Regions from separate parts of the Mus musculus genome. Here region 1 is linked to region 2. The links are chromatin contacts, called in public HiChIP or PLAC-seq maps. All regions are on one chromosome and are shown on one strand. Each heading gives the region's core, a stretch centred on a gene start, on an enhancer-like site or on the middle of the called end of the contact. The rest is flanking DNA. Distances are from core to core; before and after follow the strand shown. Region 1 overlaps Ralb (v-ral simian leukemia viral oncogene B). Region 2 has its middle 34 kb from the start of Gm46144.

Evidence for each region. HiChIP or PLAC-seq counts read pairs in DNA pulled down with a chosen protein or histone mark.
Region 1: an H3K27ac HiChIP or PLAC-seq map of embryonic stem cells shows a contact between it and region 2, with 4 times the contacts expected there. The contact joins two enhancer-like sites. A contact is called at or near these places in 2 of 39 promoter capture datasets (both in embryonic stem cells), 2 of 484 Hi-C or Micro-C datasets (both in embryonic stem cells), 5 of 115 datasets of contacts at active chromatin or transcription factors (embryonic stem cells and hepatocytes) and 1 of 9 other capture datasets (embryonic stem cells).

Annotation. Positions count from the first base shown.
Region 1 is chr1:119,496,675-119,504,148 of GRCm38.p6, reverse strand. All of the region lies in intron 1 of Ralb (v-ral simian leukemia viral oncogene B), which reads left to right. It also overlaps the pseudogene Gm29454. Among named protein-coding and RNA genes, the nearest start is that of Ralb, 4.4 kb to the left of the region's middle. Within about 2 kb of position 4,513, at least 46 of the 459 cell types and tissues checked have an H3K27ac peak or open chromatin away from gene starts, as enhancers often do. A contact at or near this core is called in embryonic stem cells, where this site is marked.
Region 2 is chr1:119,163,643-119,170,991 of GRCm38.p6, reverse strand. No RefSeq gene overlaps it. Among named protein-coding and RNA genes, the nearest start is that of Gm46144, 34 kb to the left of the region's middle. Within about 2 kb of position 3,336, at least 11 of the 459 cell types and tissues checked have an H3K27ac peak or open chromatin away from gene starts, as enhancers often do. A contact at or near this core is called in embryonic stem cells, where this site is marked.

The sequences.
Region 1 (7,474 bases), core at 3,264-5,763, 330 kb before region 2:
TAGGGATTTGTTGGTTGTGAATTACTTTTTGATTCTGTCTTCCAGTTGCCTTTCAGAGTGTGACTAGCATCAAAGGTGGTTTTTAGAAGCACCGTGGCTTGAAGGGTTTTCCTGACCCGGTTCTCTGAGCCAAGTCAGCTCGTGGCTCAGACTTGCTTGTGGCCCAGACTTGAGTGTCCCCAGAGGGCGCGGCACCCACAGCAGGGTCCTTTTTCCTAGAGTTCATTTCCAAGTGAATCCTGGAATCTAGGGATTGGTGTTACCAGGGTGTTCTGGAAGAGGGTCTGGAATGGACTGATAGTTCTTACCCTCACTTGCCTTCAATCCCTGAAGAACAGAGATCCTCTCGCTCTGGCTCTGCTTTCATTTCCTAACCACCTTTCTTAAGTTTGGGTTTATTGAATGATCAAGGCTTATCCTCAGAGGGGCAGGGAGTGTGCTTTGGATGTGCCAAGTGAAGATAGTTTTAATCAGAGCAAGAATCTTACATGTTAAGTCTCAGAACATGTCAAAGTGGCGCCGCTTAAGCCTGGATTGAGGTGGTGAAATTGTGAGAGCCATAAAGGGAGGTGCTGAATATTGAGAAGGAGGTGTGAGCCAAGGTTGATCCTGGTTTTGGAACTTTGTGTGTATGAGACATGATCTTTTGTAGCGCAGGCTGGCCTGGAACTTGATAGATAGCTAGAGTGACCTTGAACATGTGACGTTCCTGCCTCTACCCCTTGAGTGTTGTGATAACTGTATTCTACCATGCCTGGTCCATGCAGTGGTGGGGCTGGAACTCTGGGCTTCCTATATGCCCAAGAACTCTACCAGCAGAGCCAAATCCCCAGCCTGGTTCTGGAATTTTCTTAGTGCCGTGGTCTAGAGGAGGCCCTTTGTCTTCTCTGAGCTCTGAAAGAGTTGGCTGCCCACCCCCACTGTCAGCTTCCAATCCAGTAGGCAGTGTTTAAGGTGTGGGAGTGGGCATGGTTCTAGGATTCCATGAAATGCCCCCCTGCTGAAGCTGTGATGTGTGTGTGTGTGTGCATGAGTGTATGAGTATATATGTGTATGTGTATGCATTCTTGTAATTTTATTTACATGTGACTATGCAAATATCTGTATATATGTTTGTATTTTTTAGATTTATTTTTATGTGTGCATATGTGTGGGACAGGAACCCTTGGAAGCCAGAAGAGGGCGTGGCTGGGATTCCCTGGAGCTGGAGTTACAAACTGTTGTGAGCTGCCCTGCATGGGCCCTGGGAACCAAGCAGGCCTCTGGAGGAGTAGCAGATGCTCCTAATTGCTGAGCCGTCTCCCCAGCCCCCACCAGGTTACTTATGGTGTGTGTGTGTGTGTGTGTGTGTGTGTGTGTGTGTGTGTGTGCGCGCGTGCGCGCGCGCACGCACGCATGCTATGCACACATGTGGCAGACAGAGGATGCTTTGTAGAGTTTTTCTTTTCCTTCCTCTTTTAATTTTCAGAACCAAACTGGTTGTCAGGCTTGTGTGGCAAGCCCCTCTCTCCACTAAGCACTCTCTTGGCGTGGGAGCTTTTCTCTTTCTTTTTAAGTGGGGTCTTAAGTCTGTCCCACTCACAGGAAACTAACGTTAGGGGAAACCAGCTGCGGTGTGGGCCCTGTAGGTGCTCTGTTGATTCTGACCTCCTCAGAGTCTTTTTATTTTATTTTTTTAAGATTTATTTATTTATTTCATGTATATGAACATATTATAGCTGTCTTCAGACACATCAGAAGAGGGCATCGGATCCCATTACAGATGGTTATGAGCCACCATGTGGTTGCTGGGAATTGAACTCAGGACCTCTGGAAGAGCAATCAGTGCTCTTAACCACTGAGCCATCTCTCTAGCCCCCTCCTCAGAATTTTTATTTTTGTGCGCAATGTGTATGTACACACCACACACACACACACACACACACACACACAAACACACTACAATGTTCTAGGAGTTGGACAGTGCCTTGTGCACGACTAAGCAGCCCCCATCCCCAGGGTTGCTCCCCAGCTCCTCCCCTTCCTTTCCAGTTACTTCCCACTGGAAACAGCACGGCTGCTCTTATCTGAGATCCCAGCGAGGTTTTACTGTGCCCGAGGAGATGTTGTTCCAGGAAAGTGTGGGTGTGAGTTACTAGATAGCTTTTGGAAAATAGGACCTAGACACGTAAAGATAGAAACATGAGAATTGGAACCTTAAATGGAGTCTGGAGAGTTTCTCGTGAATGTTTAATGGTGGAGGAATTAGAGGTGTACTCGGGGCTGGTTCTTGATGTTTTGTCTGTTTGGTTGCTTTGGTGCTGGGGATGGAGATTTTTTAATTCTTAGGCCACGGAGATGGCTCTGTGCTTAAAGCAGTTGCCTTACAAGTGTAAGGAAGGACTGGAGCTTGGATCCCCAGAGCCCAAATAAATGCCTGGTGGGATGGCAGCCTGTCTGTAACTCCAGCACACAAAGGTGGAGACGGGATCTCTGGAGAAAGTGGGCTAGCTCTCGAGTCTTGCCATACCAGTGAGCCACGGGTTTTCTTAAGGATGATTCTTGACATCAGCTTCAGCCTCACCGTGCATGTGCACACGTGTGCAGAGCACCCACGGCACAAACAGATGTGCATGCACGCCTGTGTCGACTCAGACACAAAGAGTGGAAGAGAAATATCGTCACTGTTGCCTTGAAGTTCTTAGGAACTTGAAGGCCTTGGGAACAATGACTTAAGGCTCCATAACAAGTTTGAACCCCGGGAGTTTGTGCTGTGTTGTTCCATCATGGCAAACCTCTCTGGAGTCTGTGACCAAACTTCCCCATTCATCTCATTTCTGAACGTGGGAACCATTGGAGACCTTGTCTGAAGCTGCAGTTGGAAACGTAATAACAAGCAGAGCTATTCCATTGGAACTTTGTGAACTGGGAAGGTCTCCAGTAAGACAAAATAAACACAAGAACCCATGCCCTATATTTCTCACTAGCACAGGAGTCCCTTGTGTGTGTGTGTGTGTGAGAGAGAGAGAGAGAGAGAGAGAGAGAGAATTATGTGTTGACAATTACTTCTAATCTACTGCTGTTAGATGGGCAAGAAATTTTCTTTTTTTGAAATTTAATTCTACATGTATTTTTATGTGTATGTATGTGCCTGTGTCTGTTTATGTGTCCCATGTGTGCAGGAGTCAGAAGAGGTCAGAACCCTTGCTTGAGGTTCCCTCCAGTTCCCTTGAGGTGAGAGAGGTGGATTTGAGTCACTGTATGGGTGCTGGGAACCGAACCCAAGTCCTCTGGAAGAGCAACCAGCTCTCTTACCACTAATCCATTGCTCCCTGCACTCCTGTGAGCTTCTGGTCCTCCTTCCTCTACGCACTCAGTGCTGGGATAACAAGCGCACACCTCTATACGTGGTTTAGGCAGTGCTGAGGATTGAACCGGGACTTCATGCGTGCTAGCCTCACATTCCACAACTGAGTCACATCCAGACTGCCACAGGCCTTCTCCAAGACTAGCTTCCAACTTTTTTTTTTCTTTTAAAAGGTTTTCTGTTTGTGTGTTTTTGTTTTGAGAAAGGTCTCTCATGTAGCCCTGGCTATCCTGGGAACTCACTATGTAGACCAGGCTGACCTCTGAGTTACAGAGATCCACCTGCCTCTGCCTTTTAAGCATAGGATTAACGGCGTATACCACCTTACCTAGCTTCTTTATAAGCACTCTTTAGACTAGACACTATTGAGGTGGTTTTTGTTGGGGTGCCTTCCAAAGCATGTGGGTACTGTAGAGGATAAAGACACATCTTGGGTTCCTGCTGTTCTAGAAACTTCCATGGTATACTTGAAATTTCATGTTCTTTCTTCTGGTTCTTTGTCGTTAGACACTAGAATTAATCAGCCAAATATGCAGTCGCTTTAGAAATTAGAAATTTAAATCTTACTGTTCCCCAAACCAAATAGAACACAGAGATTCTTTTAGATCAACTCTAAAACAAGTTGGTGGGCAAAAAAAAAAAAAATGTTGATAAAGTGATCTTTGATCTCCATGGTGAGCAGCTGAAAATGATTATCAGTTCGTGTGTGTGGAGATTGTATGCACACATGTGTGGAGCTCAGAGGACAACATGGACTCTCTCTCTCCAACCATGTGGTTCCCAGAGATAGAACCTGGGCTGCCAGGCTTGGCGGTTTCACCTTCCTCTGCTGAGCCGTCTCACCTGTTCTTCCGCCTAATTACTTTTTAAATTTTAATTCTATTTTATTTTATTTTATAGTCTACGGAGGCTTTTCTGTTTGAGCTTTGCACCTCTAGAGAAAGGACCCCAGGGGTCTCCCTCCTGTGTGTTTTGGTCTCGCTTCTTTGTGGTCCCTGATGCTAGCTGGGGTTGTCAGCACAAGGAAACCAAACTGACAGCGTGGACACAGATTGTTCTGCCATTTCTCTAGGTGTTTGAGTTGCAGATCAAACCTAGGGCTGATCGCGCTACACTTGCTCAACCTGCCCGTGAGGGTTCACATTGATTTTCCCAGCTCTGTGATCATCAGTGATGCAAACTCACCATGTGACCGTGCTTCATCATCACAGTTAGGAACCGAACGATGGCTTTGACACATGGCCTGATGAGGACCCGGCGTTTGCCTCTCTTCTCAGCATTTTTGGTGCTCTTGAGAGCACCTGCCAGGACATTCATGGTGATGAGGAGTCTTTAATTTTATTTTTGAGACAGGGTCTCACTGTGTAATCCCCAATCTGAGGTAGTGCAAACAGAGGCATCATTATATAGAGCAGGCTGGCCTGCCGCTCTCAGAGGTCCTCCTGCCTCCGCCTCTCAGATACTGGATTAAAGATGTTAAACGCTATGCCCGGCCACCTTCCGATTTGAGATGTGGTCTCCAATTGAAGCTGAGGCTTGCCCATTCTGTTAGACAGGCTGGCCAGTGAGTCCCAAGGATTGTCCTGTCTCTGCCTCTTCTGTTGGGATTATAGAGAGATCACTACACTGTTTCCATGGGTCCTGGGGATCTGAAGCCAGAGCTTCACACCGCACGGCCTGTGCTTTATCCACTGTAGTATCTTCCCAGCCCCCTTCTTCTGGTCTTACCTCACACAGGCTCCGCCTCTCTCTACTGCATGACTACAAAGTCAGTCTGCTACTTCTGTTCTTTGAGACTGGGTGTCATGTAGCTAAGACTGTCCTTGAACTCTGTGTGTAGTTGAAGACAGCCTTCAATCCCTGATTCTCTTGTATCCCCGTCCCACGGGTGCGATTACAGAGGTGTACGTACCAAACCAGCTTTGTGTGGTTCGGGGAACAAAACCCAAGGCTTTAAGCACACGAGGCAAGCACTCAGCTAGCTTGACCATATTTGCAGCCCTGTCTGCAGAGTCTTGACTGGACCTTGCTTCCTTTTGCTTCAGGACTTCCTTCCTCCCTGCAGAGAGAGGCAGTAGGTAGGAAGTGCTGAGCATAGCAGCTGAGAGAGGCAGGGCCACTGGGCAAAGGTTTATGGGCCTGTTCAGAAAAGGGGCTAGATGGTATCAGTGGTAAGCCATTGGGCTGCTACATTTACTGATGTAGAAAGTTCACATGGACTGGGGAGATGGCTCAATTGGTGAGGTCTTGGAATGCAAGCACAAGTGCCCAGGCTTGTTCCCCCGGACCCATGCTAACACAAAGCAAAACAGAACTGTGGCAGCTTGAGTTTGTAATCTCAGTGCTGGAGAGGTGCACACAGGCGCTTCCCCTGGGGCTTGCTCAGCCGATCTAGCCTGAGCAGTGAACTCCAGGCCAGTGGGAGACCCTGTGCCTGCCTAGAGTGCCTGAAGCCCTGGGCTCCGTCCACAGCATCACAGAAAATCAGTTATGAAGATGCATACTCATAACCCCAAATCTGAGGTAGAGCCAAAAGGAGCATCAGGAGCTGACAGTTGTCCTTAGCTGTAGAGAGAGTTCAAGGGTAGCCTGGGCTCCATGATACCCTGTCTCAGGAAAAAATATAAAAGGCAGAATATAATTGAGGAATATAACTTATGTTGACCTCTGGCCTCCATGTGTACACACACACACACACACACACACACACACACACACACACACACACACATACAAACAGAGTGAACAGTGGCTTGAAGTGGCTGAGGTGCCACAAGGGGTCTGGCAGCTGTGGCTGGTTGTTCTAACCTGGTTGTGGCAGAGAAAATGGAAGATGGGTAGAGGGAAAAGGTCCATTAGAGATAAGAGCCAGGAGAAAGAGTGAGTAGAGCTGGGGAGAAACAAGGGGATCTGGGATGATCACCTGGTCTGGCTTGACTAGTGATGTCTGCACTCCTAGGGGCTTGTGTTGCTATTGTGGGGGTGGGGCAGGTAGATTAGGAGTGCGTTCATTCTGATTTCTTTCCATTGTTGTGATAAAACACCTAGACCACAGTAGCTTGGGGAAGAAAGGGTTTGTTTAGCTTTGAGGGAAGCAAGGGCAGGGACTCTAGAATGAACTGGAAGGCTGGCTGGCTTGCCATTCTGTCTTTAAGCAAAGAATGCACTCACTGACAAGGAAGTACAGCAGAAACCGTGGAGCACACTGCTTGGTGATCACCCAGGGCCAACTGCACTGGGAATGGAGCCGTCCACAGTGGGCTGGGTCCTCCTACATCAAATAACAATGCAGACAGTCCTCTACAGACTTGTCCGCAGGCCAAAGCCCTCAATGGAGACTCCCTTCGGAGCTGTGTTAAATTGGTAGTTAAAGCTAACTAGGATACTACTTATGTATTTGCTTGTCTGTTTGACTTGTGTGTGTTTGTGAGTACACACTTGCACACTCACAGGACAGCTTTCACAAGTAGGAGCTGTCCTTCCTCCATGCGCTTCCCAGGATGTCAGGCTTGGCAACAAGGATCAGACTTTAGGGTAGAGGGACGAAGAGTGGAGAGATCTATTTGGGGACTGTTGAATTTGAAATCCCTGCAAGACAGCCAGTGGGGTGAGGAAGACAGAGGGGCCTGGCCTCTGTCCTCCAGTTTGAGGAGACACAGGAAGCCACTTGGATAGATGTGCTCAGCCCAGGGAGACTGTGGAGGAGTGAGAAACGTGACAGCCTGAGCCTCAGCCGGGAGAAAACCTTAGAGAAGAGATAGGCCCTGGGGAACATGAGCTCTGCAGTCTAGAAGGATGGGCATTGTCAAGTGGGAGCAGCAGGGCAGCGGAGCCTCGGAGGGGAGCGATTGATGATCCTGGTTCGTGGTTTTAAATGCCACATGAGACTGGTTATGTGATTTTCCTTTCTCTTGAATTCCTTCTCCAGCCAGAATGCTAGTACAGGTAGTTGGGGTGAGGGGTAGAGTTGGTCTTTGCAGGAGGAACTGGCAAGATGTCATCTAAGCGGGAGTGTCAGAGGAGATCAGAAAAAATGTGCTGAGATCGGTGCTTAATAGGTGTTTGAGCGAGTGATTGGAACAATTACAGGTTTGAGGCTGTGGTGTCTGAATATTGTGCCCCCCCCCA
Region 2 (7,349 bases), core at 2,087-4,586:
CATTTACGTATCTGCTGACTGTGTGAAGAGGCAAACAATCATCTGTAAGTGCATCTGGGATGCACAGGGCGTTTATGGGCTGACAGGTATCCTATAAATATGATTTGTCGGGAGGCTGCTCAGGCCCCTGTGGAAGGGCTCTGTGCCCTAGTTAGCTAAAAGTCAGGTCAGCCTGCCCTTCACCCTGACCCAGCAGGCTCGAGACTCCTAGAAGCTCTTCCCTACCAGTCTGCCCCCATGGCAAACAGGATGTGAAATCTAGGGGGTCTCCAAGAACCAGGAGCTCCTCTAAGTTGCTCAACGTGATGATGACACCAGGTTTGACCCGAAGTTGTTAAAAAGGAATTCTTCCTCTCCCTTTGTTTTGGGAGTTAGGTCCAGAGACTTTGAATGCTGGTGACAGATGAAGACAAATAAATACGATTTTGACAAAACAGACCGTCAGGATGAGCATTTTAAGAAACAAAGCAAAGCAAAGCAGAGAGGAACTTTGCTGGAGTTTGGCTCTAGAGTATCTCCCAAAGACCCGCTACAGATAATTTGGTTCCCAGTTTCAAGTATTGGAAGGTGGTAGACCTGTTTGTGTGTGCAGCATACATGTGCAAGCATGTACATGTAGTCATGTGTGCACGCATGTGTGGAAGACAACCTCTGCTCTTGTTTTTCAGTTGCCAATCACCATTCCTAGAATTCAATGATTTGCAAAGGTGGCTGGCCAGCAAGCCCCAGAGACCTACCTGACTCTGCTTACCCTGTACCAGGATTCACAAACTCGAGGCATTATATTTCATTTAAAAAAAATGGATTCTAGAAGTTAAACACTTGTCTTTGTTCTTACAAGCTAGGCACTTTAGCTAGCTGAGCTATGAACCTGTATGCAGTGGGGATGGAGCTGGGGAGATGACTTCGAGGGTATGAATGCTTGTTCTGCAAGAATGAGGACCTGAGTTCAAATTCCTAGCACCCACATAAAAAGTTGGGCATTAGGGATGGAGAGATGGCTCTGCAGTTAAGAGTAATGGTGTTCTTGCAAGTACCCAGGTTCAGTTCCCAGCACCCACATTAGGCAGCTCACAAAGACCTGCAGCTTCAATCCCAGGGGATCCGCTACCCTCTTCTAGCCTCCATGGGCACATGCATTCACATGGTACACATACAGACAAGCAGGCACACCCACACAAAGAAATGAAGATGTAAAGGCTGGGCTCAGCTGGGTGTGCTTGTAATCCCAACCCTGGAGGACAGAGACAGATCCTAGGAACTTGTTTGCCAGCCAACCTAGCCAAAATGCTTCCGGTTCAGTGAGAGACCCTGTCTCAAGGCAGTAAGTCAGAGAGTGATAGAGGAACATACACACACACACACACACACACACACACACACACACACACACACACACACACGCTAAGTCAGAGGAAGTTGTGTTATTGAAGGTGTATCCTTAAGTGGATATTGGCCCTTTACTTCCAACACTCGCTTCTCTGTCAGTGAGAGACACAATGTGGGTGGCACCCAGGGAATGACATTGAGGCTTTCCTCTGCACCCGCAGGCACACACATGGCTCCTCATGCACAGAAAGAGAGAGAGGCCAGCTGCATAGGGTATTGAGGGACGCCAAACCCTCAGGTGCCCAGCTTTGTGGGTGGAATTTGGCAAAGATTGGCAGGAGTGTTAGGGGAAGGCTTAGAGAGCAAAAATCCCTACGGTGTGAGCCTGATGGTCTGAGTTCAGATCCACACACAGTAGCATGAGGGTCTGCAGTCCCAGCATGCCATTTAGCAGAGATGGGAGGCAGAGACAGGGAGAGTTTCAAGAAATCTGTGGGTCAGTTAGCCTGACCTATATGGCAAGACAAGAAGACTTTGCCTTAAATAGATGCAAAAGCAATGCACGAGTGTTGTGCATGCACACAGATACACACAAACACACAGAGAGAGACAGTCAGACACACACATACACACACACACACACACACACACACACACACACACACACGATGAGAGAATTAAACCATAATGCCAACTGTAGAGGAAGAAGAGGACGCAGGCCATCTTTCTACTCCACTAGGACATCAGAGTCCTAGGGTACAGAAAAATGGCTATAGTGTCATCCCTAGCTGGAAAAGTTGCCTGAGGCCTCTGGGGCCATCCTCCTGCCTGAAGCAAAGACCTTCCTTCCCTCACCCTGTTGGCAGATGTGCGCCAGTGTAAAGCCAGGCTGCACATGGTGCCAATTACACAAAGAAGCCCCAGAGCCCAGTTTCCCAGGTCCCACAGAAACACATGCAGGTGGCTGGCCCTGGGAGAGTCAGGCGGATCCAAGTGTGGGCTTAGCAAGATCCATTAGTGGATGCTGGTGCGCCTTGTAGAAGCTTTAGGGGACAGAGCTCTGATTACCAGAGGCCACACAAGGAGAAGAATCTCCATCAAGCCTCTAGCTCAGAGGTTCTCCACCTGTGGGTCATGACTCCTTGAGGGTCGAACAACTCTTTCACAGGGGTGACATATCAGATATCTTACATATCATTTATTTACAATTCATAACTAGCAATATTGCAGTTATGAAGTAACAACAAAACAAAATTTTTGGTTGGGGGTTGTGACCACAACATGAGGAACTGTATTGAAGGGCCACAGCATTAGAAAGGATGAGAACCACTGCTGTAGACTGTGTGGGAACTTTCTAGGGGCTGACAGGGGTGGGAGGAAGTGACTGATACAGAGATGTGGCCTTTGGAGTCCTTATTCTCCTCATTGCTGTGACTGAAAAACCTGGAAAGGGCAGGTCTATTTTGCCTTATTGTTTGGGGGTACTGCCGCTGTGGTGTGAAGCAGCTGGTCATGTCGAATCCACAGTCAGGATGCAGAGAGAGATGGATGCTGACGCTGGGGCTCAGCTTGATTTGCGTTTTTCTTCCCCCCCAGGATATCAGCACCAATGATTACATCACCCGTCCACATTTAGGGTAGGTCCTCTCACCTCAATTAACCCAACCTAGAAACTTTCGCACAGATACCCAGAGACTCATTGCCGGGTAGACTCCAGAGAAGGCCAAACTGGCATTTAGTACTAACCAGAGTCTGCATCCTGGGGCTGGGCTCACCTGTGCTCACCAGGGACAGATGCAGGGAGATCACTGCTCTTCTCTGAGCCCCATTTCAAGTCCCCTGAAGCTTGGCAGCCTCTCAGGGCGGCCTCTGAGCTGTATGACCCAACTTTTTCTGAGCCTCTCCTGCCTTAGAACCACAGGGAAAGGTCACCACATCTATCTGTGAGGCATCATGAAAGAATCGTGCTGCCGGCAGTAAGCCTGGGCTCCACATCCTTTTGTTCCGTCCAGTCACCTGCTTCTGAATCACAACAGTTGGTTGCTGGGTGTGCCTGTACTGCAAGGGAAGACAGGGGAGGCCTGAAGACTTGATCTAGCCTGCAGGGACACTTGTTCAGCCTCAAGACAGTGACTAAAGGAATCAGAAGTGCTCTCTCTCTCTCACACAAGCACATCCCAGCACACACACAGGCATGTTCACACAAGCATACGCACACATACACTCACCTAACGCTGGAAAACCTACAGCAGGCAACCCCTAAGTTATTCCTCCCTCAAACCCCAGTTGAAACTCTAACATTTGACTTGACTGTTTGAAGTAGTCTTTAAGAAGGTAATGAGATTGTAATTGAAGTTACATGAGATCACAAGGGTGAGGCCCTAAACCCTTAAGATCAACAGTCTTATGGGGAGAGGAAGTGGGCCTGGAGAAATTGGGCAGCAGTTAAGACAACTGACTGTTCTTCTAAAGGACCCGTGTTCAATTTCCAGCACCTACCTGGTGGCTTGAAACCATCTGTAACTCTGGTTTCTAAGAAACCAGATTCCCTCTTCTGGCCTTTGTGTGCACAGACGTAAACATGGGCCAAACCCCCATACACATAGAATAAAAATAATAACAAAAAAGAAGGGAAGAGACAACAGTGGAGGGAGGGAGGGAGGGAGGGAGGGAGGGAGGGAGGGAGGAAGGGAGGGAGGGAGGGAGGGAGGGAGGGAGGGAGGGAGAGTGGGGGGAAGAGAGGAAGAGAAGCACATATCTGAAGACTTGGCTATCAGGCAAGGCAGGAGAATCTTGAGTTCAAGGTCAGCCTCAGCTACATAATGAGTTTGGACTGGCAAGATGACTCGGTGGATCAAAGTGCTCAGTGTGTGCTCATACATACCAAATGAAATAAAAATGTTAAAACCAATCTAGCAAAGAAGACTTGGCCACTCTAGAAGACAAAGGGGGTGAGGGTTCACACCTCATGATAGTGTTCACTGCTCCAATTGGCCCATCCTCTGGGCCCCTGCTGCCCTGCTCACTGGGCTGCCCATCCCCAGCCCTCTGCAGGTGATCCCATCCAGCCCTGTGCAGTTCTGTGTCTCCCAAGCTTTCGTCTTTTCTCCCCTACCTTGACCTCTTGAGAACACAGTCAACTACTATTGTCATGCCAGAGCCCCTGTGCCTTGCCCAGGCTCAGAACAACATGGCCTTTATGTCTTGGGCCTTGTAACCGGTGGACTTGGGCGGATGCTATGGAGGGATGCTTGTGCCCAGGAGAACAACAGAATTACAGTGGGGGTGGGGCAGGAAGGCTGCGCTATGGCCACTATGGCCACGGCAGGTTTTTCACTGCCGAGGAGATGGAGACATAGTTTCTTGTTGCCAACCGCAGCAGTTTGAGACTCTCCCCTAATCTTTCCGGAACCTCAATTCAGGACAAATGCAAATGCAGGACTTTGAAGCCGAACAGAATTGAGGATTAGCAAGTATGATGAAGCAGAATTGGAACTTAAAAAAAGAAGGATGCTTAGAAAGAGGGACTGGCAAGATGGCTCAGTGGGTGGGTAAAGGCTTCTGCAGAGCAAGCCTGGAGAGCTGACTTTGCCCCCTGGGGCTTGCCCAATGGTGGAAGGTAAAAAACGGGCTCAGAGACCGCTGATCTCTACATGTTCCCCCTCCATATTATGTACAGACACAATAATAAACATTTTTTAACTTAAAAATAGATATTTAGACAGAAAGGCAGTCAAGAAGATAGTGAGGCATATCTGTAAGTGTTTATGTAGGCTCCTTCAGGGCAAGCCACACAGAAGTACGTTAACATTAGCCATATATACTATTTTGGTGGTTTTTCAAATAGCTAAAAATGCTTCTTTTGATAAGTGAGATGGGATGGCTGGTGAGATGCCTCGAAGGGAGTTATAATATGGTAAAAATCCAAAAACAAAGCAAAGCAAACTCCCACAAAACCAGGACTCACTAGAGCAGCATAGGGTTAGGGCATGTCCTTTTCCTGTAAAGGAGAAGATGCTAGAAACTTTCAGGCCAATGGCTGGGAAGAGAGGAAGCGTTAAGCGACTGCTAACTGTGCTGGAGTCCTTGCTTGCTGCTGGCAAGGGACTTCAGCCAACCTCCGGCTCTTTTCCCTCTCCTGTTCCTAAGATAGTTCCCTGTATTCCTCCCCAGCCTGGCTACCCCTTCTGCTGTTAGGTCACTGCTGGACCACAGCAGATCCAATCTTCCCTTGGTCAGAGGGCCGCAACCTGACAGTCATCCCAGTGGCCAGCCCTGCACTCAGCTCACTTAGGCTGTGTGCCTGAGCTCCAGGTACGAGCAAAAAGTAGGAATGATGCCGCTCACAGCCTTCCTGGCCTCTATCCCTCTATGCACACCCTTTAGGCTATGCCACATACTTTCCAACCCAAGCTCCCTAGATTACAGAGACTCAGAAGAGATGCCAGAGGGAAAGGGTGGGGAAGAGGACCTGACCTTTTGGAACTTCCACCCTAGACACAGAAACCTTGGGGTAAACTCTGAGAAGAGAAAAAGGTTCTAGCCTTTATGCCCTGTAGTGCTGAGCTCTGGCCCAGATGGTTGGTTACTTCGGAGATACTAGCAGATTCCTCAAATGGGACTGGGTGCTAAGACCTGGCTACATGCCTGGAGCGTAGGCCACAGAGCACTATGTTGTCTGCACAGCCTACTGGGCCTGTGCTTAGGGAACAGGCAAGGTTATGGATGTAATGCCCCTACCCCCAAACCATGAGTACGCATTAACTGCTGTTATTACCCAGGTCTATGATCCGTGTTGTAGGGAACCCACGAGGCTCAGACATAGCCCCACCTCTGGGGAAACTGCAGCAGGAGCCACAAACACAACTTAGAGATTGAAGTCACTTCAGAAAGCTGGTAACACTCAGGGATAACTTCTGAGGAACCCCAAAAAGGAGAGGCCTGAAACTTGCTTTGGAGAAAAAAATCAGGGGAAGATTCTTGGAAGAGGTGGTAAAAAAAAAACAATCCCCTCTAAGAGGTCTGAGCATGACATTGTAACAGGAGCTGCACAGATGAAGCTCTGGGAAGCGGCTTCTGTGGATGAGTAGTGTCTCCAGCCTCCTGGTAGCAGTTTGGAGACCTGACCAGTTCTAGACAACCTTGGGCACTGGCCTCAGGTCTCAGACTTGTCACATGGGCATCTCGGCCCTTTGTTCTTTCTGCTCCCTCACCTGGCACCCATTATGCCCTGTCCTGCATCTGTCTTGCCTGGTCTCTCCTTGCTTCCTGTCTCTGTGTCTCTGTGTCTCTTCTCTCTGTCTCTCTTCATATGTCTCTCTGTCTGTGTCTCTGTCTGTGTCTCTGTGTCTGTCTCTGTCTCTTTCTCTCTCTGTCTCTCTCTCTGTCTCTGTATGTCTCTGTCTGTCTCTGTCTCTCTCTCTGTCTCTCTCTCTGTCTCTGTCTCTCTCTCTGTCTCTCTCTGTGTCTCTCTCTCTGTCTCTCTCTCTGTCTCTCTCTGTCTGTCTGTCTCTCTCTCTCTCCTGTTTTGTCTCCAAAAGTCCTAAGAGAAGTTTCTACTTGGCTGGTAGCCCCTGGGCTGTGGGTCATGGTCCCTAGCCAGGCTATGACAGCTGCCAGGGGTCAAAGATCAGAGTATGTCTCATGAGCTGTGGGATCCACAGAAGAGGTGGCTCTTTGCAGGGCAACCTTGGGGCTTTGGGAGCCTTCTCTGATCCTCCAGGCCCTTCCTTACATGCAGAAAGATTTAGGGCCACAGGCCCCTGCTACCCAGGTCAAAGGTCAGAACTGTGGCCAGACACTTCTGAAACTGTCCTCAGACTGCCCTGAACCAGGACCTTCCAGGGCCCAGGCAACAGCTTTGTCGTCCTTGACAAACAGCGAGTAGTCCCATCTTTGGCATCAAACAGAGGACAGGAGCTAATGAAACTCGGTGCTCACCAAATTGCAAGGCATCTTGGGCCAAAGTTCGTGCTCTTTTTGCCCCACCAAACACTGTCCCCTTTGCTTTTGCTATTGTT